Linked DNA regions of Sus scrofa: region 1 is linked to region 2. The links are chromatin contacts, called in public HiChIP or PLAC-seq maps. All regions are on one chromosome and are shown on one strand. The core of a region is the stretch at or near the end of the contact, and the rest is flanking DNA. Distances in the headings are between cores, read along the strand shown.

Region 1 (7,043 bases), core at 728-3,227, 390 kb before region 2:
TCGGCTGGTCTCCAAGGGACCCTCTGCTGGTCGGTGGCTCCCTCCTTGTGCCCACACCTCTCTGCCAAGGTCTAAAGCAGATGCAAAGGGGGGTTTGGACAAGCAGAAAGTATTGAGGGAGCAGCTGGGTGGGGGGTGTGGGCTGCAGCCGAAGCTCCAGAACAGGTACCCCGCTGAACCATCACCTTCCTTTCATCTGTGAAACGGGGAGAAATGTGCCCCCCACTGTATGGCTGCCAGCTTACAGGTGGTATAGTGACCGGCCCTCCCACTTTATCTGGGACTTTTCCTGTTTTGGCACGAAGTCCCACCTGCTCTGTCCCTTGGAACCTGGGGTGGGTGATCACCCCAAGTTCAGTGCCACTGCTGAGCGTGCCGGCCCTTGGAAGCACTCTCTCCCCGCTGCTTGTTGCATCTGAAGAAGAAAGGGCGAGGGAGAGCTGGGTGAACTTGGGAGAAAGACAGGATGGGAGGGAAGCGGGTCTGAGGGCGGCGTCCCTGCCATGCGTACCCGCTGTCGGCCTCGCCAGCTGCTCCCCAGACCCCAGCTGCCCCCTTGGCCAGGCCCAGGGCAGCAGCTGAGGTAATGACATTTCCCTGGGTCTGTGGACACTCGAGCCTCAGAACATAAATGATTTTCTTGTCTTAATGAGCAAACAACCCGTCCACAGGGCTCTCTCGCCGGCCTCCTGCTGCGGTAATTGCCAGCGCTTCTGTGCTCAGACAGAAATGTTGACACTCCGTCCAGTGCTTACCTCTTGCCAGGGGACGTGGCTTCCTCTTTGTTCTGTAGGCCTCCCCTCCCCACCCCTGGGAAGTGCCCGTGTTCAGGTAGGTGGGGGCAGGAGCGACTTTCTGGAAGGTCCTGCCAGGCCTGGTGCTCGGGGACCCTCTGAGGCTGGAGGCACCCCCGGTGCCGTGAGGCCGTCCGAGGGGAAATCTGAGGGGGGGGGCTCTGTAGGTTTGGGGGGAGGCCGGTGAGGTGCTCAGACCCTGCGCTGACCCCTGTGCTGGGGAGCTCATCCTTCCGCAAGGCCACCTGTTTCCATATGACACAGCTGGGTCCCCACCCTCGCCTTCCGCTGGTCCTCGGTGTGTTCTCTGCAGCCCCAGGAGGGAGCGGGTCCCTCCTCCGTTTTCACATCCCTTTTAAGTCAGCCAGCTTAACTTCCCTGAGTCTCCTCCTGAACGCCTCTGTCACCGCCTAGGGGAGGGGTGGGGGCTCCTCCCTGTCCCCCTCCTGCCTTCCATGCACCCACCTTTATTCAAGGCCCCGGTTGTCAGTGTCCCACTAATGCCCAGGCGGAGGGTGGGTGGCCCGTTGGCTTGCCTACAGGGGTAATGGTGGGCTGGTTCGTTCTTTCTGCTGCATTAGCGTACCCGCTGTGTGCCCAGCATTCCTGCCAGGGTCTGCTCTCCTGGGGCATAAGGAAAGCAAGCGTGCAGTTTGCCTTCCTCCCCGAGGGGCCTGCTGCCTCAAGGTCCTGCCCATCCTCCCTGGGCCCGGTCACCTTCCTCAGTGTCCCCTAAGTCTTCCTTCTCCTTGATGCCCCCAGTGACCCCGTCTCCTTGGCAGGACTGTTTAGAAGTGTGTCCAGTGTCTCCAGACCCGTGGCGGCTGCCTCTCTGAGGGATTATCGTGCCGTTGATGGGATTATCAACAAGAGGATTATCAGTGTGGACATCCCCCCCCCCGCCCCCCACCGTCCAATGCCCAAGGCAAGAGCTTGTCCAGAGGCGGGAGGTCAGTGGTGGGCAGCAGCCCCGCCAGGCTGGGAGGCCTGGAAGAGCCGTCGGCCAGAGCTCCAGGGCTGATTCCAGGGTCCACCTGCAGCCCGGGCAGATTTAGGCAGGCGACTTTGAAAATTGGGCTCCATTAGCGTCAAGTGGCGCGCGTGGCAGATGAGGGGCTCCTGCAATCATGCATTCCGCCCGTCCTGATCGTGGTGGCAGGAGCGTAATTACCGTCTCTTTAAATAGCCCGAAGTTGCCGTGCAAGAGAAGATGGCTCACATGACATTTGCTCCAAGCTCGCTTCCTGCTAAAAATATCTTGGCTAAATAATATTTCCTGGTTGCATTGGAGCAACAGTCCCTGACCTGGGCTCTGTGGTGCTTGGGGGTTCAGTCCCGAGGCTGATCTGAAGGTGGGAGGGGGCCCAGTGGAGGGAATTTGCTTCTGGAAGGAGCAGTTTGGGAGGCCAAGGGAAGATAGTTTTGCCTCTGCAGGTGGTGCGCACCCTGAGGGGCTTCAATACCTATTCTTTTTCTTTCTTTCTTTTTCTTTTTGGCCTTGCCATTGGCCTGCAGAAGTTCCTGGGCCAGGGATCGAACCTGTGCCAGAGTAGCGACCCAAGGTGTTGCAGGGACCATGCCAGGTCCTTAACCTGCTGTGCCACCAGGGAACTCCCCCTCTGGCTATTCTTTAGCAGCTGCTTGACCACTCAGTCAGACCCGGGAGCACCAGCAGACCCCACCCCCGCCACCCCGGCCCCATGCCACCCAGGTCCATCCTTTCCAGCTTCATCATTCTCTCGTCCCTTCTGTGTTCTCCCGTCCTCTGGGCACCTGATCCCCGTGGTCCCACCCCCTCTCTCGCCTCTTCTTAGCCCCAACTTGGCCGTGCATTCCTGAGTTGCTTGGGACAAAGAAACCCTTGCTCTTCCTGGCAGGTGTGAGTGTGTGTGAAGTAGGGGTGGGGTGTGGGCAGAGGATGAAAAGCGGAATCATCCACTTTTCCAAACTCAGGGTCTTCGAACTCCCGAGAGGTCTTGGGATGGCCTCGGGGTGGGGTGAGCGGGTCTGAGAGTAAAGATGAGAGAGTGTCTGCACTGTATCGTCAGGTCCTCCAGGGCTCCATGGTCTGACAGCCGACGAGATCTCTGATTGAGACCTTGTATAACTCTTTCATTCAGCTTGGGGCTGGGGGGCAACAGAGAGAAGCCCAGAAACCTGAAGACCCCTTCCTTCCTCCAGGGAATTTAAATTCTAAGGAACTCTGTATGCAGAGTTAGATGGTTCCAAGGCTTCTTCCTGCGCGGCTAGATCCGAGATGACTTGACCTTTGCATAGAATTTTATCATGGACCAGATTTCATGATGGGGCTCTGGGGAGTTTAGGGCACAGGAGATGGCCTCACCAAGCTCCCAGACATCTCTTTCCTTATTCATGACGCTTGAAATCCTTTTACTTGGAGACAGACAGATGTTTTCATTTAGCCACTGCAGAGCTGGCTTCAAATGTCCCCGTGAGAGGGCTGACACCACGAAATTCTTGCTAAAGTGTAAACAACTGATACAAGCATTATTTCTTAAGAGCAGCTTTGGTAATGGAAGGGGCACCAGGCTAGGTCACTGAGCTGAAGACCGTCTTGGCAGGGACATTTCTGCAGTTTCCCAGGGGCAGCTTGGCTCTGAGCATCTGCTTCCTTATGGGCCTTTGCAGACAGCAGGATCCCCAGGTTTCTGGGAAAGGCCTTTCCTTCTCTTCCTCGTCACTGCAGCCACGTTCCAGCCCAGACAGTGATACCAAACCCTGAGTAATCCCCTGTCACCAATCCGGAAAGTGTGCTGTGCCGGCCATGGGCATGGCCCCTGGCTGAAATCCTGCCACCACCCTTCGTCCACGCGCCTGAAAAGCGTGCTTTTTTTTTGGTCTTTACAGAGCCGCACCTGCGGCATACGGTGGTTCCCAGGCTGGGGGTTGAATCGGAGCTCTAGCTGCCAGCCTACACCACAGCCACAGCAGTGCCAGAGCAGAGCCATGTTTGCGACCTACACCATAGCTCACGGCAATGCTGGATGCTTAACCCGCTGAGTGAGGCCAGGGATCAAACCCACAACCTCATGGATAATAGTCAAGCTCATTACTGCTGTGCCACAATGGTAACTCCAAAGCATGCCTTTTTCTGTGTCACATGCCTGTCCTAATCCCAGGACCATCCCAGCTGGTGCTGGAGATCTTTGTTCATATCCCAAGGCAGAGATGGGTCCAGTCAAAGAGGTTCCCAATTGGAGGAAAGCCCGAGCCTCAGATTCCTCTGAGTCCACCTGTCCTGTCCCTTTGTGGTGACCAAAAAACAGGAGCTTTGTGGTGGTCGGTGTCCTGGTGGCTGGGGTCAGGGTCTCGGTGGCATCTTTAGCTGTCCTGCCCCTTCTGGAGGTCCCTTCACCTCGACACCATGCCGAGTCAGACGTGACAGTAGAACTGAAGGGACCTTTGCCACTTACTCCCCGGAAGGCTGGCACTCTTGTCAGGGAGGCCCCATGAGGGGACAGCCACAGGGTACAGGTAAATCCTTGTTGCCCTGCCAGCAATGCCAGGGGGCCCAAGGAGCCCCAGGAATGCAGGCTTTCTCTAGGTGAGTCCTGAGCCTGCCATTGGCTGACGTGGATGGAGAGCTTCTTCCGGTGTGTGGGTGCTCTGTGCTTCTTTCCCCCGTGCCAAGCCCTCCTCTTCCTGGGCTTGATAGGTCCCACACCCAACCGGTGAGCAATGGTGTCAGGCACACTGGCTGATGCTGGCCCAGGAACAGAAGGGCCATGGCTCTGGAGTCAAAGTGCTGGGGCGGGAGGGCATAGCAGCTGTCTCGCCAGCAGCAGAACCTCGGGCAGTCACTTTACCTCGTTGAGCCTCAGTTTATTTCATCTGCAAAATGGGAACAGAGGCACCTGTTGTGAGGAGATGGGCGTGAGGAGCTCAGCCCAGTTCCTGGCATAAGATGAGCTATTTTCATTTCAATCGTCCAGCTAATTCTGTGGGTTCTAGTTCCTCGGGTCCCTTGCAGGACGGAGTAGCCTCCTTGGCAGAGAGCTGTCCGCAATGCTGCTTATGTCTGTTTCTTTTCCTTTTTTTTAAGGCCACACCAGCATACGGAAATTCCTGGACCAGTGACTGAATCCAAGGAGCCATAGCCACGGTCACGCCAGACCTTTAACCCACTGCACTAGGCCAGGGATGGAACCCGCACCTCTGCATCGACCCGAGCTGCTGCAGTCGGATCCTTAACCCACTGCACCACAGTGGGAACTCCAGAGCTACTTATTGCTTAACCCAAGACGGACCCTCCTCTGTACGTGGTGTGTGTCCTCCGTGCCTGGATGCTGGGATTCGCGTCTTGAAAGGGGTTTTTGGTGAAAGCACGGCTACCAGACAACCTGGTATTTGCAAAACCACCAGGAGCAAAACCCATTGAAATACAGCGTAAGGAAATACACATAATTCACAAATGATGTTGATCACTTTCATCTTAGACTTCCTAACTGTCCTCAATAGAAGACAGACGCCAAGGAGATTTAACTCAGATGTTAATAGTGCAGAGAATGCCCCGTTACCAGGGAATGCTGCTTCGGTGCTGCATGAAAATGTAATTATATTCAGAACTATATTTAAAGATTAAAAGGGGGACTGCCTACCATCTAGCCCCAAATGCAGAATTAGAAACAAAGTTAAAAGGCGGGGTGGGGATGAGTTCTAACAGTCTGCTAAAAATGGAAATGTTTCCTGAAAGTTTTTACACATTTCGGCTGTTTTTATTTTAACAGTTTCCTGCCGCGATGCCATTGATTTTGGAACGGGAGGGACAGAATTTTATCCAACGAATATTCACTAAGCATCTGCGATGCGGGAGGCCCCGGATGAGGTACCAGAGGCCACCAGATTCGGTCCCTGCTTTCAAGTCCTGGCCAGTCTGGAAGGGGAGAGGAGCAAGACCCAGAGAGTTGGGTGGCAGCGGGCTTGGCGGAGACGCCGAGGAGCAGGTGACCTTTGTCCTGGGCTTCGAAGAGAGACGAGTTTCTCCATAAGGGACATGGTACATAAAATACAAAAATAGAACATTTTAGAAAGGCTTTTTGGCCTCTCTGGAAAGATTTACATGGAGAAAGAATGTTCTCTTCCTCCTTTTATTAATTTAATAGCAGCAGCCAGAATCCACCTCTCTGAGCCCTGGTTCCCAGCACACCTTCCCTGTAGCTTCTAGGTCTTTCTATTCCTAGTCTTCTTCTTCTTCTTTTTTTTCTGTATTCCCCAGGGCCAGGGATTGAATCTGAGCTGTGGCAACGCTGGGTCCTTTAACCCACTATGCCGGGCCTGGGATCGAACCTCTACCTTCACAAGGACCCAAGCCACTGCAGTTGGGTTCTTAACCTACTGCACCACAGCAGGAACTCCTGGTCTTTCTAGTCTTATAGTTTCTATTGGATATGCTCCTGTTTTTCCTCCCGGAAGCAGTGGAAACAAATCTGACTAGGAGCCATGAGGTTGCAGGTTCGATCTCTGGCCTCGCTCAGTGGGTTCATCTTGTGACCAGAGGTTGTGTCCTGCTCAGCCTTTTACCCTTCAAGGGCCTTATCATACTGCCTTGCCTTTGGTAAGCACTTAAGACATGCTTGTTGGGTTGAATGTTCACTGGGAATTTTTTGGGGGGGCGTTGTGCACGCGGTATGCAGAAGTTCCCAGGCCAAGGAACGAACACTAGCCATAGTGGTGACGACGCCAGCTCCTTATCTGCTAGTCCACCAGGAAACTGCTCACCAGGAATTTAGGAAAAAAATGTTTTAGACAAAGAGCATTTTTCTGGGATACTGTGGCTAATATACTGGGATTGGCTAAGTACTTAGTGGTTATAGATTTTTTAAAAACATTTTGAAAAAAATAAAAATAAAAAACATTTTGAGAAGAGCATTTATCCATTTATTTATTTTGGCCATACCCACCGCATGAGGACGTGCCTGGACCAGGGATCCAGCCCTCGCCACAGCAGTAACCAGAGCCACAGCAATGACAATGCTGGATCCTTAACGCGCGACCACCGGGGAACTCTGGTTATAAATTTTTTTAATCTCCTTTCTCCCCGCCCAAAAGTAGTTAGAACCTAGGGGAGAAATCCTAATTATTCAAGGCAATGGAGTGTCCAGCCTGGAGAAGAGAAACAAAGACGGTGGTTCAGCTACAGCTGCTTTACATTTTAAAGCAGAAGTTACTGGTGAAAATGCCTCTAGGGGTCAGGCAGGGAGTGTGAAGAAAACCAGTGGCCCAAGGATG
Region 2 (7,000 bases), core at 1,050-3,549:
GGACAAGGAGGCAAATAAGGCTCCCCAAAACCAGACTGGGGGGGGAGGGGCGCCACCACCGCTCCGAGCGAAACCACTGGAATGGCAAGAGGGGAATAACCTTGAGCTGGACGCGCTGCCCGGGAGGCGGCCGCAGCGCGGAGCCAAAGTGCCCCCTAGCCGGGGCCGGTGGCCGCGCAGGCCGCAGGCGGCCGCTCCGCTGACTCTCGAGCCCCCGTGAAGTGTTTTCACCCAGGGAAAATGAAATGTTTTGCAAGATGAAACCGAATGAAAATTGAGGTTTTGGGTAATTACTAGTTGGCATTTACATATCACGGGCTGGTTCAACACCTATTCATTTGCCTCTTTTATTTTCAATTTTTTAAAATTGCTCATTAAAAATGAACAGATGACAGTGACAGGGATACCCCCCCCAGAATTTCTCTGAGGGTTACAAAATCAAGAGGTACTCCTTGCCCGTTTATCTACCATTGACACACGTGTACGCGTACAAAGGTACGTTTCATTTACCTCAAGGGGGGAATAGACGGGAAAGTCAACAAAAGCCAGGAAGTTCAAAAATAAAGACAGTGACTTGTACTGGAGCCAGCCTCCTGCACCTGGGTGAGCAGTGAGCTAGCAAGCGCCCTGGGTCTCCAGGAGTTAAAGGAAAGAGCCTCTCTTTCAACTTGGAATTTCCTGGGTTTTGTCCTTGTGTCCTTCCCCTTGTTGATTTGGGTTACAACCCCACACTAATTACGCTGTGGGCCCGGCCCTAGTTTCCTTTGTTGTGCTCTCCTCCGTCCTTTTGTTTTTCACATCACAGAAACAACATATCTCTGGTGGAGTTGACATGACAGAATATAGTGTTTGTGAAGGTCTGTTGTGTCGATCTGGGTTTAGGGAATTCCCACGCAAGCATTATTGACCCCAGTCTCTCTTAAAACATATGGATGCATGCAGTCAAAGCCTTTACGAAAAGTGGTGACGTCACGGGCATAAAAAGTACCCTTCCAAGTGAAATATCTCTGCATTTAAAATTTTCTTCTTGGCCCCAGTTAAAAATATTGCATGAACTGCTTGTCAGAATGTCATTGGTTCGCTATTGTATTAAACTAGTTCTTCTAGAAATAAAAAGCATCTAAAGCCAACAAGCACTATTTAATGTCAAGTGACAGTGATCTTAGGGACATCAGGGTGCCTTGGGAGAGTACTCTGGGTGCCAACTGCAGCCCAAAGGGAGCTGCTGATGCAGAGGGCAGCCGGAACTCGGGCACAGAAAGCGCTGCAGTGCACACACACAGGATGCCGTGGAGGAAATAAAAACCCTTGTTTCTGGGTTGAGAAGATCAAAGCTCCTTTTTAGGAAAGGTTGCGAAGGAAAAGGCCTTTCTCCTCTAGGCAGACAGAAAAGCAAATTTAAATGCCTGTCCCCACCTGAATTTAGATAGCAGCCCCTCTAATTTTTGATGCAACCAACAAAGCAGTTACCCAAAGAGGAGAGGGAAAAAAAAGGATGACATTTGCCTTTTCCTTGGCTTTGAAATCCAACTGGCAGCAAATTGTTTGAAGTCCTGTTTAGAGAAGAAACCGTAATAGCCTCCATACTGAAAAGAGGAGGAAAATGCCATTATACACGGATCACGGTAGCAGTGACCTCAGCGGAGAAGGCAAGCGAGCTGGCTGCAAGTCGGGGGGCTGGCCGGCGTGCCAGGAACAGAAAGAGAAAGGTTTGCGTGTGCCAGCAACATGTGGCGAGAGTTGGGCGCTCGGTCCCAGGAGATCCCAAGAAAAGGCGAGGAGTTCCATTTCTTCACATGGTGTCTTCTGACTGCTCCTTCTCCCAGTTTCCCTTGCTTTTATATTTTCCATATTCTTCTAATTCCCGGGCACTGTTAAAGGGGAAGCAGAGAGCACCCAGGCTTCCGTGCTGTAAAATTAATGAAGGTGTCAGGCTGTTGAGTTGAATCACTCCAAAGGAATGTAATGACTCAGTGTCCAAGATGCTCCCCAGGAGAACTGTGAGCTCACTCAGTGACGGTGGCCGGTGACTCCGACACTAAAAATATGTAGCAGACGGTACCCGGGACCTTCCTAATGAGACCACTGCCTCCATCCCCGAGTCCCCTTCTCTCCACCACGGGCTGAATCTGATGCTTTCTGAAGGTTACTTCTCCCAAACTCTAGCACCTTCATATGCTCCGCAGGCGAAGCTTCAGTTCCCACTTCTTTTGAAGTCGGGCCAGATGGAGGTTGGGAAAGCTCGCCAGCCCTGCACTGTCGAGATGTGGGAGGGGGAGGGAGGGAAAGAAGAAGGGTTGTGCTGTGGACAGGGACACCCTCACGTCACCCTGAGGGTGAGAGGCTGGCCAGATGACCACAGATGGTGCAGGGCAGGGTCCCTTCATGGCGGCTGAGCACCTTCTGCTCTGACGGCAGCAAGATGGGCTCCTGGACTCCAAGGAATTCCATCTACCCTCACCCCATACATAGCAAAAAATTAAAACCCTAAGGAGCTGCTAAGCGGCACTCCTACCAGACATCCTACAGGAAAACTGGAGAAAGACTAAATGTTAAAAAATAGATTTGAATACCAAAAAAGAAGTCGTCACAACCCAGAAACAGTTCAAATCCAAAAGCGAGCAAGAAAAGAATTGGAAATGACACATGTGGGCAGCTTCTAAACCATCTTTAGATTCCCTGGAAAGCAGGATAAAAGCGAACAGTTAAAACAGGCTACGGAGAGAAGACCACCAAGTCCTGGTTCCTGCTATTATTTTAGATTCTTCTGTGGCCTAAGGAGGAAAATAGAAGAGTATGATTCATAATAGAGAAAACTGGCAGCCTCCAAAATCAACAAATTTACAGTAAGATGACTAGAAACTGTTTCTATTCAAAGGCTCAAATGAAATCAGCTCCTCTGAGGGGAAAGTGGCCCCCTTCCCCAAGCCCCCTGGCTTCTGGGGTGCAGAGGACAGGCCATCCACCAAGGCAGGAAGACCAGGGTGCCCAGCTCTGGAAGTAAATGAGGCGACAGACCTCAGGTGTACCTCCCAGCCATGTGAAATAAGCTGATGACCAGGTTCGGTTTTCTAAGAAAGGGGTATCTAACACAGGCCACGCCTCTCTAGACGATGTGGGGAGTAACTCATCCACACGAGCGTGGCACAGAGAAGCAAGACAAGCCTTGCCTCTGACTCCGATGATGCATGAGTCATCACTTTTTACACATCTTTCAGAGGCACCGAGATAAGGACTGTGGAACCGATTCGTCCACCCACTGTACAAGATCTGTATCCACAGACTGTCTTTAGCAGCAAGACGTAAATTCGGAAGAGATTCTAGATCAAGAGGTGTATCGGTCCAGACGCCTCCCAATTTTGAAATGTTTAGCTCGGCAAAGTCACCCACAGAACACAGAAAGAATTAACTGGTCATGGTCATGGGTTTGAACCATTCAGTGACCTTTCACGAAACACCATAAACATTCCTAGTATCAACAGCCACAGCCTCCCACAAACAAGCACACTCTTAACACGAGTGGTTTAACACAGGCCTATTAGACACCAGAGCCATCTTGGTCATGAGGCTCTCCCTCGAGGTCCTACCTCCGACGGGAAGGTGAAAAGGAAGCGCTTTCTGCCTGCAGCTGATGTTCTTACCAACCCTGGTCACCAAAACGGAGCATGTAATTCATTGACAATTAACACAAACTTTAAACAGCGCTCACCATTAAGCAATCAATCCCTCCCCACCTTCTTCTCAATCAATGGCAACTCATTTCTAATTCCTTCCAGTTCCGTCTGGGAAACAGACAGAGGTTCCCTTTTTGTTATCTGAATAATTGTGAGGCACCATTTTGCTCTGCAATCTTGATTTTCCACACCCTACTCATGAAATACCTAGGCCAGGGTGAAATATTGTGACATCACAAAAATCTCTACGTCTCCTCAGTTTGGCCAAAGCTTCCTGAGACACTGCTCGTTGTTTTCTGTTCATGGTCCTTTCTCTCCCTCTTCTTCCCTGGTTAAACGCATGGACACAGAGTTATTAACTTTTACAGGAAAACCAAATAAAATAATGTCGAAGCAAAAATGCGGTGATGTCAGGCTGCAGCTAGCACCATTCATCTGGGGGAATCTGATTAGCGCTCGAGTGGCAGAGCTACCTGGAAAAGTGCTCACAATCAAATAAAAAAATGATACCAAAACATTAACCTGATGGCTAAAAACTCCACATTTAAACAGTTAAAGTAATAAAGGAGCTTTTATTGAGTATTTTTTATATTTCATTATGCCCCAAATTGACGAGGACTCCCGGATACATTTTCTAGACTTTTGGTTCCTCAAATCAAATGCTCTCTTGGACTTTTCTTTTCTTTTTTTTTTAAACTAAAAGGAAACAGCATTTCTTGTAAATTTGAATGAAAGGATTAAAGCTTCTCCTACAATATCGCTAACAGCCTTGAGTGCAAACAAGACCAAACACTGCAACAAACAGAAGCCTTTTTTTGGTTTATGTACTTTAAACCAACAGCAAGCAGAGACTTTTCCTCCACAATTTTATCTTCCACAAACCCTCTAATTCCTCATTCACACACACTGTGCTCAAAGTTAGCAGGCAGAGAGGCAGGGTGGAAAGCGGAGTCGCAAGAAACCTGCACAAAGCTTCAACCCTGGTGCTAAAGTGTCCCCAAACGCCACCTCCCACCCCGCACCGTGCCTCAGATCCCTTCATTTCTGCAAAATAAGGACTTCACTAGATGGCCTTCTGGACCCTCCAAGTGGCACCATTTAATAATTCTCAGCTGATTCCGTCAGGCAGCCTGTGATACCTAGGCCAGGGACACGGGTGAGGGTCAAGGGAGGGTCAAAGACAAGACCCAACCATTCCGGAGCTCAGCTCTCCAATTTCATCCAGTTCCAAAAAAAAAAAAAAAAAAGGAGAAAACCATCAAGGAGGAGGAAGGAGAAAGAGAAGAAGAAAACTGCTGTTGCCAAAAAAGAAATGACAGATTCCATATACGTTACACATAGCAACGTTTTATTCACACTACTTACTATTTATTTCATATACAAGCTCAGTTATCTGGTGTCCAAATCACAGAAGATGAAAAACTGCAAATGAGAAAGGAGAAACGAGCCAGCTAGCAAGAGATACTCACAGAACAAAGACCAGATAGTGGAAAAAGCCTGGCAACAAATATCAGGAGAGAATCGTCTATGAAAAGCAGACAAAAAACTCAAAAAGTGTATCAGTGCGAGGTCCCTGGGCACAGGTGGAATCACTCAGAGGAAGGGCAAAGATACCACATACCTCTGTATTCCAACAGGTTTTGAAAACACAGCTACACTTACGACACAATACAAACATTTACATCTAAAATGATGATACCGAGTCATCAGGATTAAATTATATTTTAGATACTCTGCCTGATAAAGCAAGACAGCATATAACCCATTTTATGTAATTCCTAGCCAATGTTTTAAAGTGTTTTGTTTTGTTTTCATATGGATCTTGAGGGCCATCTAGAAAAAGTGGCTATCCAGAATGACTCATTCCAGGAGGGTGGCAGAGATGGAGGTTTTCCTGAACTGAACAAAAACAGTTTTTATTCAAGTTAGATTAAGAAACAGGAAGCCAAAGATTAAATAATGAATAGTTACTAAGCATTCACCGGGTCCACACAGCACACCAGGCACTTAAAAAACCAACAACAAGCAAAGATGCTGCTTTTGCAGTTACAGTCTAAGTCGAGGCAAGCCATCAGTCCCATGCGTGATCTAGGACTCCCTTCTGCAAAAACCTCGACAGGAGTTCTCCTGTGGCACAGCAGGTTAAGGATCTGGCATTGTCGCTGAGGGGCCTAGATCACCACTGTGGCACGGGTTCGAACCCTGGCCCGGGAACTTCCACATGCCATGCATGCAGGCAAAATAAAACAAGACCCCTTGACAAAGGATCAGTGGACTTCCACTTGAATGCTTATGATGAATGGAGAACTCTCGCTCTTACGAGTGTCAACTCATTTCCAGAAGTCCTTCTTTAAAGTGAGTTGAAATCTACTTTCATGAACCTTCTATCCATTGACTCTAGTTTTCTGTAAGCGAATAATACTAACTAATCCACTTTTTGAAACAATGCTGGGTGAGAAATGCGGACAGGCCTCTGTCACTTGGCTATCTTTTCTATAAAAGCATTTCCCCTATTCTGCTTATTAACTAAATGTGAACGCCCGTTTCACTGCACAACGGCTTCATGAATTCTGCTCTGAAGCTTGGTAAGAGCAGCCTTGCCCCTTCTGGGAGAGCCAAGGCCACACCTGTAATGTCAGAATGCATTAGCAATAATAAAGGCCACAGTAATGCAAGAGCCAACTTCATACGCACGTCATTCCAGAATGGCTAAATTCAATCAAATATGGCAGCGCTTCCTACGATGCTATGATCACCGGGGCCAGCTCGTGTGTGACGTGGGCCCACTTACTGGAAGCTGCTGGAAACAGAAAGTGAGCGCTCTGCTTTGAGTCTATAATGGACGGGGGTTTTACCAGCCCGTAAGTGGTTTGGCCTCCTTCTTTCCCAGGAATTACCTAGAAATTCATTTAACAGCTTCTGAAGACTACAAAGGAAACTTCTGAAGGCTACAAGGACACGAAGAGAGGAGGAGAGGGGATAGCAGTCCCTCAGTCTCATCTTAAAGATACATGATCACCACGGGGAGAAAAGTAAACTCCCAGATGGGAGGAATCAGGAATCAAAGCCAGAGATGACCTGGGCTCCATTCTAACTCAGTCATTTACTTCCTCACTGACTCTCAGAGAGTTAGGTACCTCTCCTATTTCTGCTTCCCCATCTGTAAAATGGAACTAACACTGCTTTAGGGACTCCCCAAAGTATTACAAGGAATAATTAGTGAGCATTTCTACAGTACTTTTGATCTTCAAAGTAGGAGTATTAAACTATAAAGTAGAGCAGATGTGGTTTGAAAAATCTTTTAAAAACTTAAAGTATGCAAGCAA

The links. HiChIP or PLAC-seq counts read pairs in DNA pulled down with a chosen protein or histone mark.
Region 1: a contact with region 2 is called in an H3K27ac HiChIP or PLAC-seq map of skeletal muscle. The contact joins two enhancer-like sites. A contact is called at or near these places in 1 of 47 Hi-C or Micro-C datasets (retroperitoneal adipose tissue) and 2 of 2 datasets of contacts at active chromatin or transcription factors (alveolar macrophages and skeletal muscle).

What each region holds. Positions count from the first base shown.
Region 1 is chr6:71,166,640-71,173,682 of Sscrofa11.1, reverse strand. It overlaps LOC110261095 (a long non-coding RNA gene), which reads left to right. Exons shown (of 3, transcript XR_002344890.1): 2 at 4,858-5,364; 3 at 5,543-6,050. Among named protein-coding and RNA genes, the nearest start is that of TARDBP, 43 kb to the left of the region's middle. Within about 2 kb of position 1,977, at least 5 of the 83 cell types and tissues checked have an H3K27ac peak or open chromatin away from gene starts, as enhancers often do. A contact at or near this core is called in skeletal muscle, where this site is marked.
Region 2 is chr6:70,778,445-70,785,444 of Sscrofa11.1, reverse strand. The region is part of intron 2 of PEX14 (peroxisomal membrane protein PEX14); the gene reads right to left. Among named protein-coding and RNA genes, the nearest start is that of PEX14, 44 kb to the right of the region's middle. Within about 2 kb of position 2,299, at least 22 of the 83 cell types and tissues checked have an H3K27ac peak or open chromatin away from gene starts, as enhancers often do. A contact at or near this core is called in skeletal muscle, where this site is marked.